Regions from separate parts of the Sus scrofa genome. Here region 1 is linked to region 2. Evidence: chromatin contacts called from public HiChIP or PLAC-seq data. All regions are on one chromosome and are shown on one strand. The core of a region is the stretch at or near the end of the contact, and the rest is flanking DNA. Distances in the headings are between cores, read along the strand shown. Region 1 overlaps COMMD7 (COMM domain-containing protein 7). Region 2 overlaps TM9SF4 (transmembrane 9 superfamily member 4).

Evidence for each region. HiChIP or PLAC-seq counts read pairs in DNA pulled down with a chosen protein or histone mark.
Region 1: a contact with region 2 is called in an H3K27ac HiChIP or PLAC-seq map of alveolar macrophages. The contact joins two enhancer-like sites. A contact is called at or near these places in 1 of 47 Hi-C or Micro-C datasets (epiblast stem cells) and 1 of 2 datasets of contacts at active chromatin or transcription factors (alveolar macrophages).

The regions. Positions count from the first base shown.
Region 1 is chr17:36,250,276-36,256,446 of Sscrofa11.1, reverse strand. It overlaps COMMD7 (COMM domain-containing protein 7), which reads left to right. Exons shown (of 7, transcript XM_021077441.1): 7 at 1-204. Among named protein-coding and RNA genes, the nearest start is that of NOL4L, 52 kb to the right of the region's middle. Within about 2 kb of position 1,821, at least 5 of the 83 cell types and tissues checked have an H3K27ac peak or open chromatin away from gene starts, as enhancers often do. A contact at or near this core is called in alveolar macrophages, where this site is marked.
Region 2 is chr17:35,810,773-35,816,403 of Sscrofa11.1, reverse strand. It overlaps TM9SF4 (transmembrane 9 superfamily member 4), which reads right to left. Exons shown (of 18, transcript XM_005672825.3): 13 at 3,952-4,035; 14 at 2,040-2,215; 15 at 1,331-1,394; 16 at 28-147. Among named protein-coding and RNA genes, the nearest start is that of PLAGL2, 43 kb to the left of the region's middle. Within about 2 kb of position 3,848, at least 13 of the 83 cell types and tissues checked have an H3K27ac peak or open chromatin away from gene starts, as enhancers often do. A contact at or near this core is called in alveolar macrophages, where this site is marked.

The DNA of each region.
Region 1 (6,171 bases), core at 572-3,071, 440 kb before region 2:
ATTCTGAGAGGCCGCGGCTTTGTCTACACAGCAGCTAGGCCTCTCTGACAACGGTGTCCTTTCAGCTGTCCTGGACCATCTCATGAGCTCAGAGGGCTATGGAAGCCACTTTGGGAAATGCCACCATAGTCAAAACCTCCCCCTCCACCACGCAACTGGAGGAATCTTGGGACATAGGGTCCAAATAAAAGGATTTGGAAGATGCTCTAGCCTTTGTTTTGTTTATTTCTTTATTTACTTATTTATTCACTTATTTATTTATTTGTCTTTTTGGCCACTCCAAGGCATATAGATAGAGTTCCCAGAACCAGGAATCGAATCCAAGCCAGAGCCGTGACCTACACCATAGCTGTAGCAATGCTGAATCCTTAACCCCCTGCGCCAGGCCAGGGATCAAACCCACATCCCTGCAGCTGCAGAGCCACTGTCGATCCCACTGCACTACAGCAGGAACTCCTCTAGCCTTTATTTTAATTTTCAGATGTTTAAATTTTTGTCTTTTTTAGGGCCGCACCTGTGGCGTATGTAAGTTCCTGGGCTAAGGGTCGACTCAGAGCTGCAGCTGCAAATCTGTGCCACAGCCACCGCAACAGTGGATCTGAGCTGCATCCATGACCCACACCGCAGTTTGCGGCAACGCCAGATCCTTAACCTACTGAGCGAGGCCAGGGATTGAACTTGCATCCTTATGTATATTAGTCGGGTTCTTAACCCTCTGAGCCACAACAGAAGCTTCCCTCACCTTTATTTTGAAGCTAAGACTTGGAGTTCTCTTATGGCACAGTGGGCTATGGATCTGGTGTTTTCGCTGTAGTGGCATGGGTTCAATCCCTGGCCAGGGGACTTCCACATGCTGTGGGTGTGGCCAAAAATTTTTTAAAAAGCTAAGACTTTAATCCTTATTTTCCCTGTCTTAACACATTTAATCTTGACAACCACTTTATAAAGTAAGCGCTGTCATCAGCTCCATTTTCCAAAGGGTAAACCAAGGCACAGAGAGACAAGTCCTAGCCCAAGGTTCATATCTAGTAAGTGGTGCTGCTGGGATTTGAACCCAGGTTGCTGAGTGAAGGGCTACTGTCATGGCCACTGCACGGTCCACCTTCGCTCTGGGGTCTCCGGAAGCTGCCCACTCAGCAGCCGTGCACTGAAGCTCCTGTCTGAGGGCGAAGCTTCTTGCAAGTGGCTGGTCTCAGGAGCTCTCAGGGGAGCCTGTGGCTTCTATTTCCCAGATGGCCAGGGTGGCCTTCTTCTAGCTCTGAGTCGGGCCCGGGGATGTGCCGTGGGTGCCCTACTGCCCCCAGCTGCGCCGCCAGCAGCCTGGCCCCACCGGAGGCCACGTTAAGACCATGTTATGCTCTCATTTCATCTCACCCTGTTTAGCACCATCCGTAGAGAGCGCCCCGGAGGGGAACCCAGGCTCAGAGAGGGGAAGTAACTTGCCCAGACACACAACCAGGAGACAGTGAGCCTGGGGTTGGAGCCAGGTCATTGGACTCCAGAGCTAGATGTTCAAGACACGAGTTCCCTTGGTAACAAAACAGTGGGCTCCCATGGCCAGGGCAGCGGAGCCACCGTGGGCCACACCCCATCAGGCCCCACTCTCCTCTGCCCAGCGGCCACGCCTGCAGACCCATTCAGCCCCCACGCTGGACAGATATGATCTCGGGTTCCCTGATAATCTCCCTGGGCCTCCCCTTCCCAGCCGCACATGGCCCAACAGTCAGTAGCCTAAAAACAGGCAGATAGGTCACCAGCACTGAGCGCCTCCGTGAGAAGCAGTTGCCATGGTGGCCGCTTGGCCGCGTGGAGCTTTATCTCCACCTCCTGGAGCAGGGCCCCTGGAGCTTCCTCCTTCTGGGGTGCAGACTTTTCACTCTGAGTGGTTTGTTTCTTCCCCTTTAGCTCACTGGTTCCTGGAGATAGAGTTGTTCATCTGTCTGTCCATCTGCGGACTGGGCACCTCTTGTGGGCTGGGCCCCCGCCAGGCTCACTTCTGCAGGCAGCTTGCTGGCCCTCACCTGCCCCAAGGGTGGCCAGGACCTCAGGTGCTTCCAGATCACCTTGGAAGCAAGGGTGCACGCCTGCGAGTGCAGGATCTGTTGGTAGAACAGGACCTGGGTTCAAATCCTACTGCCAATAATTTAATAATAAAGACACAACCCAATTTTTTTTTCTTGTCTGTGCCCTTGGCACAAAGATGTTTCTGGGCCAGGGACTGAAGCCACAGCACAGCAGCAGCCCAAGCGCTGCAGTGACAACGCCAGATCCTTAACCCGCTGCACCACAAGAGAACGCCACGTCTCATTTTTCTTTCTTTCTTTTTTTTTTTTAGGGCCACACCTGTGGCATATGGAAGTTCCCAGGCTAGGGATCAAATCAAAGCTGCAGCTGCCAGCCTATACCACAGCCACAGCAATGCCAGACCCGAGCTGGATCTGCAACCTGTGCGGCAGCTTTCGGCAGTGCCAGATCCTTAACTCACTGAGTGAGGCCAACATCCTCGTGGATACTAGTCGAGTTCTTAACTCCCTGAGTCACAACGGAAATTCCCACGCCCCCCCCCCCCACTTTTTTTTAATGGGCAAAGGACATAGACTTTCTGCAAGGAAGATAAATGGCCAACAAGCAGATGAAAGACGCTTCATGAACATCACCAGCCATCAGGGACAGGCACGTGCAACCCAAACCACACGAGCGACCTTGTCACACCCGCTACGGTGGCTAGAATCCGAAAGACAGAGAATAACACAGGTTGGTGAGAATGTGGAGACACCATGCCCTTCTCTGCCGTTGGCGGGAATGTTAGCGGTGCAGTCATGTTAGAAAAACGCCTGGCAGTTCCTCCAAAGGTTAAACAGAATTACCCCATGACCCGGCAATCCCACTCCCAGCTCTCTACCCCAGAGAAGTGAAACGGTGTGTCCACACCCAAAACTTACACAAACATCACTAGCATTATTTGTAATAGCCAAAAGGTAGAAAGAGCCTAAGTGCTTTTCGACTGAGGAACTAATAAACATAAGATGGAATATGACTTGACCGTGAAAAGGAATGACATAATGAGACACGCTACAGCGCGGATGAGCCTTGAAGATACACTGAGTGAAAGAAGCCGGTCATGATGACCACATAGTGCGTGGATGCATTTGTGTGAATTGTCTAGAACAGGCAAGTCTAGGGAGGGGGTTGGAGGAAGTCGGGGGGTGGGGGTCCCTGCTGATGGGTAGGGTTTGAGGGGAAGGGATGATGACACTATTAGAACACAGTGGTGATGGTTGCACGACTCTGTGATGATGCTAAGAGCCATTGAGTTGGGCACTAAATGAGTAAACTGTATGCTATTGTGAATTGTATCTCCATAAAGCTGCTGTAAAAAATTGGGAAATACACATAAGCCTAAGAAAAAAGAAAAAAAAAAAGTTAAGGTCCATAATCCTATCACCTAGAGACAACCACTGTTATGTTTTAATGATACTCTCCCAAATTATACTCTGTTGCCCTATGTGCTGCTTTTTCATTTAATAATACATTGTAAACATCTTTCCATGTCAATAAATATACTTCTACAGAAAAACAAATCCTACTTCCACCACTCACTGGCTGTGCGCCGGAGCCCTGGTCTCTCCACCTGCAAGGTGGGGTAACCACAGGACCCCCCACGGAGCAAGCTGTGAGGAAGAAGGCAGGCGACCGGGTACCCCCAGCCCAGGAAGACACTCTGGCAACAGAGGCTTTGTTATGTGATTACGCTCGTGCCAGCCAGGAGTGCTCCAACCAGGGGCAGCTCATTTCTGTATGTTCTGTATGTTTCAAACACACCAAGATTCAAAACATCCATAGTTCAGGGCCAGACCCTGGGAGAGTCCTGGAGGTGGTTGTGACCCTCGATGGAAAAAAAACCCACTCGTCAGAGCACCTACTGTGTGCCTGGCCCTGGCTCAAGGTATCTCCTTTCATCCTTGTGATGGGTGTTATCCACCCCTTATGTCGGAAGGGGAAACCGAGGCCTGGGGAGGTGCAGTCACTTGACCTTTTCAAACAGCTGCAGGTGGAGTGCATTTCCAGGTTAGCCGGTTGAAAGAGGATTCTTGCTTCTTCTTTTAAAGCGATGTCTTTAAAAAAGCTTGAGTTCTATCCAAATGGGGGATTGTGTTCTTATTCCCAAACGAGGAAGTGGCCGCTCCAAGATTTAAATCACGAGGATGTGCTGGTGTGGTGTGAGTCCAGGCTCGGGCTGTGGGGACGCAGTGGGACCTTGAGTATGTGTCTGCTGGAATGGCAGCCTGGCAGGGTGGGAGCCAGGGTGGGCAGGGTTCCACGTCTGGGTAGGGGTTAGGGGCCAGGCCCGGGAGACAGACAGTTGAGGTTGGAATCCCCCATCTGCTGGGGACTTGGGCAGCTTCCTCACAGTGTGAGCTCGCGTCCCCTGTCTCTATTAGGTGGGTGTAAGAATTAACTCAGTTTAGAGTTCTCTTTGTGTCTCAGTGAGTTGAGGACCCACCATTGTCTCTGTCAGGATTTGGGTTCAATCCCTGGCCGTGCTCAGTGGATTAAGGATTGGCATTGCTGTGAGCTGTGGTGTAGGTCACAGACGTGGCCCGGATCCCATGTTGCTGTGGCTGTGGCATAGGCCTCAGCTGCAGCTCCTACTCGACCCCCAGCCTGGGAACCACCATATGCCACAGGTGTGGCCGTAAAAAGCAAAAAAAATGAATTAGATAAGTTAGAGCACCTTGTGTCACTTGGCCGCCTCCTGATGCAGAATAAGCTTTGGCACCACCGGGTGGGTTGGGTGGAGGGTGCGGGGAGCCCAGGAGGAGGGGCCAGGAGAGGGGCCACTGCTCAGCTCAGCCTTTTCACACTGCTCTCCAGGTCCAGCCGAGGGTGGCCAGCCCACATGAAGGGTCAGAGACAGTCACCCACAGTTTCCATGTCCATTTCCCAGGACAGGAGAGGAAGGGGGGACACCTCTACCGAGAAGCCTGCCCCACTCTCCCCAGCCAGGCCCGGTCCCCCTAGTCCTCCCAGGTGCCGCTGCTCTGCACCTCTGGAACATGGACACCAACCGGCCTGCCCCTGTCCCCCTCTCTTCGGTCATCCCAGCACCGTCCAGGCTGGCCCCCCAGTGGGACTCCTGTTCTCTCAGCCTTGTTCCTCCTCGATGGCCCCGGTATCAGCAGTGAGTCTGACTCCCCACTTACTCACTGTGGATCCTGAGAAATCTACTCAGCTTCCCCAGCCTCAGTCTCCTCATCTGCAGAATGGGGAGAACAATTGCCCCTTAAAAGACTGGAGAATTAACTGAGAAAAAACCTGGGAAGAGCCAGAACTGTGCTGGGCCATGGCAAGCGTTTAACATGTTGGCCACAGTTACTCTGATCCCAGCCTTTTAAGGCCGTTGCAAAGTGCAGGGCTTCTGCCCCGGAGACCTCAGCTCCAGATGCTGGGCCTTGGGCCTCGAGAACAACCAGGCGTAATGGCTTTTGGGGTTCTTAGCCTGGCCTCTGCCCCTCCTCCTCCCGCCGGGCCAGCAGACCGGGTCCTCTGCTTGGACACCTCCCTCCCCACCGCTGACACATGGGTGCTGAGGTCTGTTGAACAAGTTACACAGACACCAAGTATGTGAGAAGGTCACGAGGCTCCGCCTTTTGTAGGAAAACACAGACTCATTCAATCATTCGGTCCTTCACTTGTCCTAGGCGCTGGGGATGCGGCAGCAAATGGAAGACAAAACTCCTACCCTAGTGGAGCCAACACTCTAGTGGGAGAGACAGACCCCAGAGAAAAGGAACAGTGACATATGGAGATTGTCACTTGGTGATAGACGCCAAGGAAAAGCGTCAGGGGAGGGGGTGCTATCATGTGAGGTAGCACAACCAGGGAAAGCCCGAGGAGAAGGGGCCATTTGAGCAAAAATTCAAAAGAGTGTTTCTTCAGCCATCCACCCACCCACCCACCCATCCACCCACCCACCCACCCATCCACCCACCCACCCATCCACCCATCCACCCACCCATCCACCCACCCATCCACCCATCCACCCACCCACCCATCCACCCACCCATCCACCCATCCACCCACCCATCCACCCATCCATCCATCCACATTCATTCATTCAGTCATTTAGTCCGTCAGCCAGCATCAGCAAACATTTTTTTGGGCCTGTTT
Region 2 (5,631 bases), core at 2,599-5,098:
CCCAACCGCTGGCCCCGTTCCCCTCACCTCTGCACACAGCTGGAAGTACACCATGACGATGCTGATTTGCGAACAGGACACCACCAGGATAATGAAGACGAGGAACAGGAAGCCGAAGAGGTAATAGAATTGATTCTCCCAGATGGCCTGCAGATATGCCACAGCTGGCCTTCAGCTAGCCCGCCTCCACCCAGCTGCCCCCCCCTCCCTGGCTCTCCCTGCCTGTGCTTGGGATGCCATCCCTTAATCAGGACTGGCATGCCATCCGTCACCAGGGCAGGAGACACCACCATGACCCCACTGGGTCCTGTGGGCCTGGCTTGTGGCTCTGACGGACCGCTCCCTGGAGCAGAGGATGAGCCACGCTGTTGCTAGGTTGGCCCTGGGGCGTGTCTGATCCTGAGACAGGCAGGCCCCAGCCTGAACCCCAGCGGCCTGCGGAAAATAACGAATCCCATCCCAATCGAAATGACATAGCAGCCAGCTCTAGCTGGGACAGCTCACCATGTGCCAGGCACAGTGCTACATGCTTTATGTGCATCTCCACATGTCAGCCTATGAAAGAGTGGCATTTTACAGTGAAGGAAGTCAAGGCTCAGAGAGGCCAGGGATTGGCCCAGAATAGAAGTGGCCTCCCTGGGCAAGCAGCCAACCTGTCCTCTGATCCTTTACCTAGGCAGGGCTAGGTGGGTGAGAGGGGGGCAGCAGGGAGGGGCTGGACCACTCTAAAGGAGCAAATGCTTGTCCAGCACTGACTTAGTGGAAGGCCCTCTCTCTGCTGGGTAGCTTTAGATGGCTCCGAAGAACCCTTCTGCCAACTTTCATCTTGGCACCTCTGGGAGAGGGGTAATCATTACAGCAGCAGCTACAAAGTAACAAGCATTTTTCCTGAATGCCCAGCGCTGTGCCTTTTATAGACATTCTATCACGTTCCAGCCTCACAATGATCCTGAGAATTGGGCATCATTCCCCGCACTTTGCTAGAAGTTTGGCAAAATGGATAAAGACGTGGAGGGACCCGGAAATCAAGGCAGATGCAAAAATGATATATTAATAATGGTGGTGACCGATTACAATATTACTAGAGCAGCTACTCACTGAGCCCTTCCCACACCAGAACCTGTACACACAGCACATCGCACTTAACCTTCCAAGCTGTCCTGAGAGGCAGGATTGCTACCCTAATTTAGGGCGAAGAATGAGGGCTCTGAGAGGTTAAAAGGCCTGTCTGAGATTTCATAGGCAGAAGAGGCAGAGCACCTAAGCGGGGGATTAGGGACCAGACAGTGTAGGGGACAGTGAGGACTGGGGAGCAGGTAGCAATACTTACACTGAAGATGAAGAAAAGCTCGATGAACATGGCGCCGAAGGGCAGGATCCCTGCCATGAGAATGCTGCAGAGAACGGGAGGGTTAACACTGCTGGGAGACCTGGGCCACGGGATGCTTCGGGCTCCTGCTTGAGCCAGCACAAATGAGAGCACTGTGGTTCTAATTCTTGCAGCATGCCTTTGTACCACTATTGCCTCAGAGGTAGATATCATTTCCCCCATTTTACAGGTGGGGAAACTGAGGTACAGAGAGGTGGGGTGACTTGCTCAAGGTCCAAGGTGGTCTTGCCAGATCCCAGCCACACCTGTGACTTACACCACAGCTCACGGCAACGCTGGATACTTAACCCACCAAGCAGGGTCAGGAATTGACCCTGCATCCTTGCAGATATTAGTCGAGTTCATTACCATTGAGCCATGACGGAAACTGCAAGGTCCAAGGTAGTCTTAACCTGTCTCACTGCACCTTCCCACCCTGCCCCCTTCCCTGGCCAACACCAAGTCTGGCTACAACTTGGTCCTCTTTGTCTTGGAGTGAAGCTAAGCTTTCCCGAAGTTGACTAGAGCCCAACGGGGCTGCAGGAGCACCTGTCCCAGCACCCGTGGGGGGAAGGTACCCTCATCCACGTCTTTCTGAGGAGATGGCTCAGGGGAGTGTTGGCCTTGCCTACTCCTGAAGCCCCCTGCCTGGCCCCTGCTGGAGACTCACCCCACAAATCGGTTCATGTACCACCGCTGCTCGGGGATCTGCCGGGGAATCTGGTTGGTACGCACGGGGTTGTCATATGGCTGCTTCCGGAAGCCGAAGTAGTAGCCCAGGTAGACGAGGGGCAGGGAGATCCCGAACCACATGCACAGCAGGGCCACCATGGTGGGGAAGGGCACCTGTGGGCACAGCACCATGAGGCTCCTCCAGCCCTGAAGCCCAAGTGGGGAGGGGGAGGGGGACCTCCTGGGCCCCAGGGCAGGAGGGACACAGCAGGACCAGACTGGTGGAGAAAGTCCTGCAGACACGCTCCCCACAGGCTACTGGCCAGAGGGACCTGGGGCTGTCCCCTCGGAAAAGCAGAGGGCAGATGGAGGACCAGCTGAGCAGGGCATCCTGCAGGAGCTTGTCACCAGGGAGGATGGGGGGAAAGAACAAGGAAAGAAGGACTGAGAGCACGAAGGGGGAACAAAGGGCCAGAATGAAGGGAAAAAAGAGAACTGCACAAATAGTGTGCTCCCAGTTTTGTTCAGTGAAAACACCACGATCTACACTAAGTGAAAAAAGATATAAAACTGTGTGTACAAGACTCCACTTTAATAAAAACACCCCAATACTTACATATAAATGTGCCTAAAGGCACAAAAAGTTGCACTTTCTCAGACGGGGTAGGGGGATTAGAACTGACTTTTCATTTTGTTCTTTAATCCCAGTTTTACCTTTTTATAAGACTTGTGCAAATGGAATGAATTAACATTTGCAGAGTGCTTAGAACAGTACTTATTCCAAAGTAAGCACTACATAAATGTTTGCTTTTATAATTTAAAAATTATATATCTAAAGCTAGGTAAAAAGTCTGTAAAAACATGCAAAAGATCTACAATAACTCCCCCCCCCCCTTTTTGGTCTTTTTTTAGGGCCGCACCCACAGCACACGGAGGGTCCCAGGCTAGGGGTCAAATGAGAGCTGCAGCCCCTGGCCTACACCACAGCCACTGCGACGCAGGATCCGAGCTATGTCTGCGAGCTACATCACAGCTCACAGCAACGCTGGATCCTTAACCTACTGAGTGAGGCCAAGGATCAAACCCTCGTCCTCATGGATACTAGATGGGTTCGTTTCCACTAGCCACAATGGAAACTCCCAACATTAACTCTTCTGTACCTTCCTTTCCAAAATATCTACAATGACTGTTTATAATGAGCAGTTGGTAATTTGGAGAAAAATGTTGGGAGAGAGAGAAGGGAGACAAGTATAAAAAAGAGGAAGTGGGAGGAAGAATATGTCCCTGTCTTTTCTGAGGGCAGCTCCCTGGATTGCTGGGAAGAACGCAGTCCTTGGGCAGCCTGGACTGGAAACTTCACCCAAGGATCTTCAGCAGGTACTGGCAGGTGGAGGGGAGGTGGCTCTATCTGCTGAGGCTGCGATGGCCAATGCCTGTCCCACCCTGACCGCCACCCTGCTAATCTGACCCCGTCTCCCATCCCCAATTGAGTCTACAATCCTGCGTGATGACTGGAGCTGGCAGGCTCCCCACTCTGAGGATAGACCTCCCATGGGGGCTGTGGCTGAGCTCGGGGCACGCGGGGAGGAGAGCCCTGCTTGGGGATACTGACTAATAAAGTCATACTAGGCAGCTTTCCCTTGGGTGAGACAAAGGGAGATTCCCCACTTGGCCCCTGGACCGTGGAAAGCTCCCTTTAGAGAAGTGAACTTTGGTCAGCTGTTTGAAAGGGCCCACAGGAAGGTCAGGGCAGAAGGACACACAGGGCTGGGGAAACCCCGGCCAGTCCTCACCCCCAGGGCTGGGAACAGACCTCTGGGGACTCAGAAAAGGGAAGGAAATGGCAGGAAGTGACCTGTGGGAGTGGGCCTGAGCTCAGCTGGCCCTCCCTTGCCGGGGAGGGCACTTACCGCTCCTGACGAATGCTTTCCCCAGATGAAGCAATTCAACACGAAGCAGATGCCGAAAACCACGCCAGGGTACAGTGTCGCCGTCTAGGAGGAGAGAGACCAGGCTGGGGAGCTACATCTGTGTAGCACCCACCTGCCCCGTCGAGGCTCCCAGACTGGAGGTTCTCAAGCCCTCCTTGTCTTGCAGGACTCAGCTCAAGGAAAATCCCTTCCACAAAGCATTCCCTGACCTGACTAGGCAAGCCTCCTGCTCTCTGTCCTTTTAACTCCCTGAGCCACCCCCTCCTTGTCCTCACCCGAGTTTGTAATCACAGCTGATGTCACCTGGTCAGTGTCACCTACCCCACAGCTATAAATAAGCTCTTGGGAGGACCATGTTCTGCTTATGACTGTGCTCCCAGCACTTAGAACAGTTGTGCTCAATAAGCATTTGGTGAAGATGACCAAGTAAAACTTTACAAAGCATGAATGCCGGGGCCCCCATCCAAATTGTCTAGCGTGGAGGGTAGGCTTTAACTGGGATTTAGGGGTGGTGGGCGCTGGCCTCCACACACATCATCTCACCTAATCCTGCTGCCCCCCAGATGGGAAGGACTGTCATTATCCCTTTTAAACAAGACACTGAGACCCAGTAATGTTAAATACCCCTACCCCAACTTCACACAGTCTGTTAAGGGGTTCAGAGGTTCCAACCCAGGCATCCTGATTGCAGAGCCCCGCTCCTAACCCCTGCAGTGTATTCCACCCAGTCAAGATCTCTGGGGCTGGGGCGCGGGCATGGGGAGCCAAAGCCCTAGACCTGCAGTTAAGCCTCCTCCACCAATGCGGCTGTCTGAGCATCCAGGACGGTCACTGATCACGATGCCTGAGCCTCCCTGCAATCTGGCTCTTGGCCTTGCGGCCAGCTTTACCTTTGGCCCCAAGCCGCCCACACCCAGTAACTAGCCACTGCTCTACCATGTCCCTGAACCCAGGCCTTATGTAGGTAAAGTCACTGACATCTCAGGTATCTGCCTCCTGGGTGCCAAGGCTGAGCCAGCAGCCTTCCATCCACACGACAACCTGAGAGGTGGGTACAACCAGCTCCCACTGGAGAGATGGGGAAACCAAGGCTCAGAGGGCTGGTCAAGGTTCCAATCAAGGTAACAACAGAGCCAGGAGTGAGATTTAGGAGATTCCAGAACCTCAGGCCTCCCTGATGGCTGCTTCCATCCAACTGAAACCCTCTTCCTCCAAGACCCAGCTCAAATGTCACTTCCCCTCTTCCTATCTTCCTGTTTTACTCTGCTGTGTAGCAGGGAATTCCTCATCTGTCTTCCTTCTTGGCTAAAATTTATGGACTGGGCACTGTGCTAGATACCAGGAAGAACATGAAAAAACTTCAGACCCAGAAATGGAGAACCACAGACACTGGCATTCGTTGTAGATATGAGGCTCTGCCCAGGCTCCTCTGCCAAGGAGGACACTGAAGTCAGAATGGGGGAGGGAGGGAGGGTGTCCCAGGAGCTAAGACTTAAAGAGGCTGGAGGGGAGCAGAGCACTCATACGCCTGCACAGCCGTGGCTGCAGCAGGTGCCTGCCTGTGGAGGGAGGCAGGGCACACCATGGAGGGTTGGAACCCTGCTGGAAACCTGGGGTCCTTGGATAGGCAAGAGGCAAATACGCCTAAACCCAGGCTAG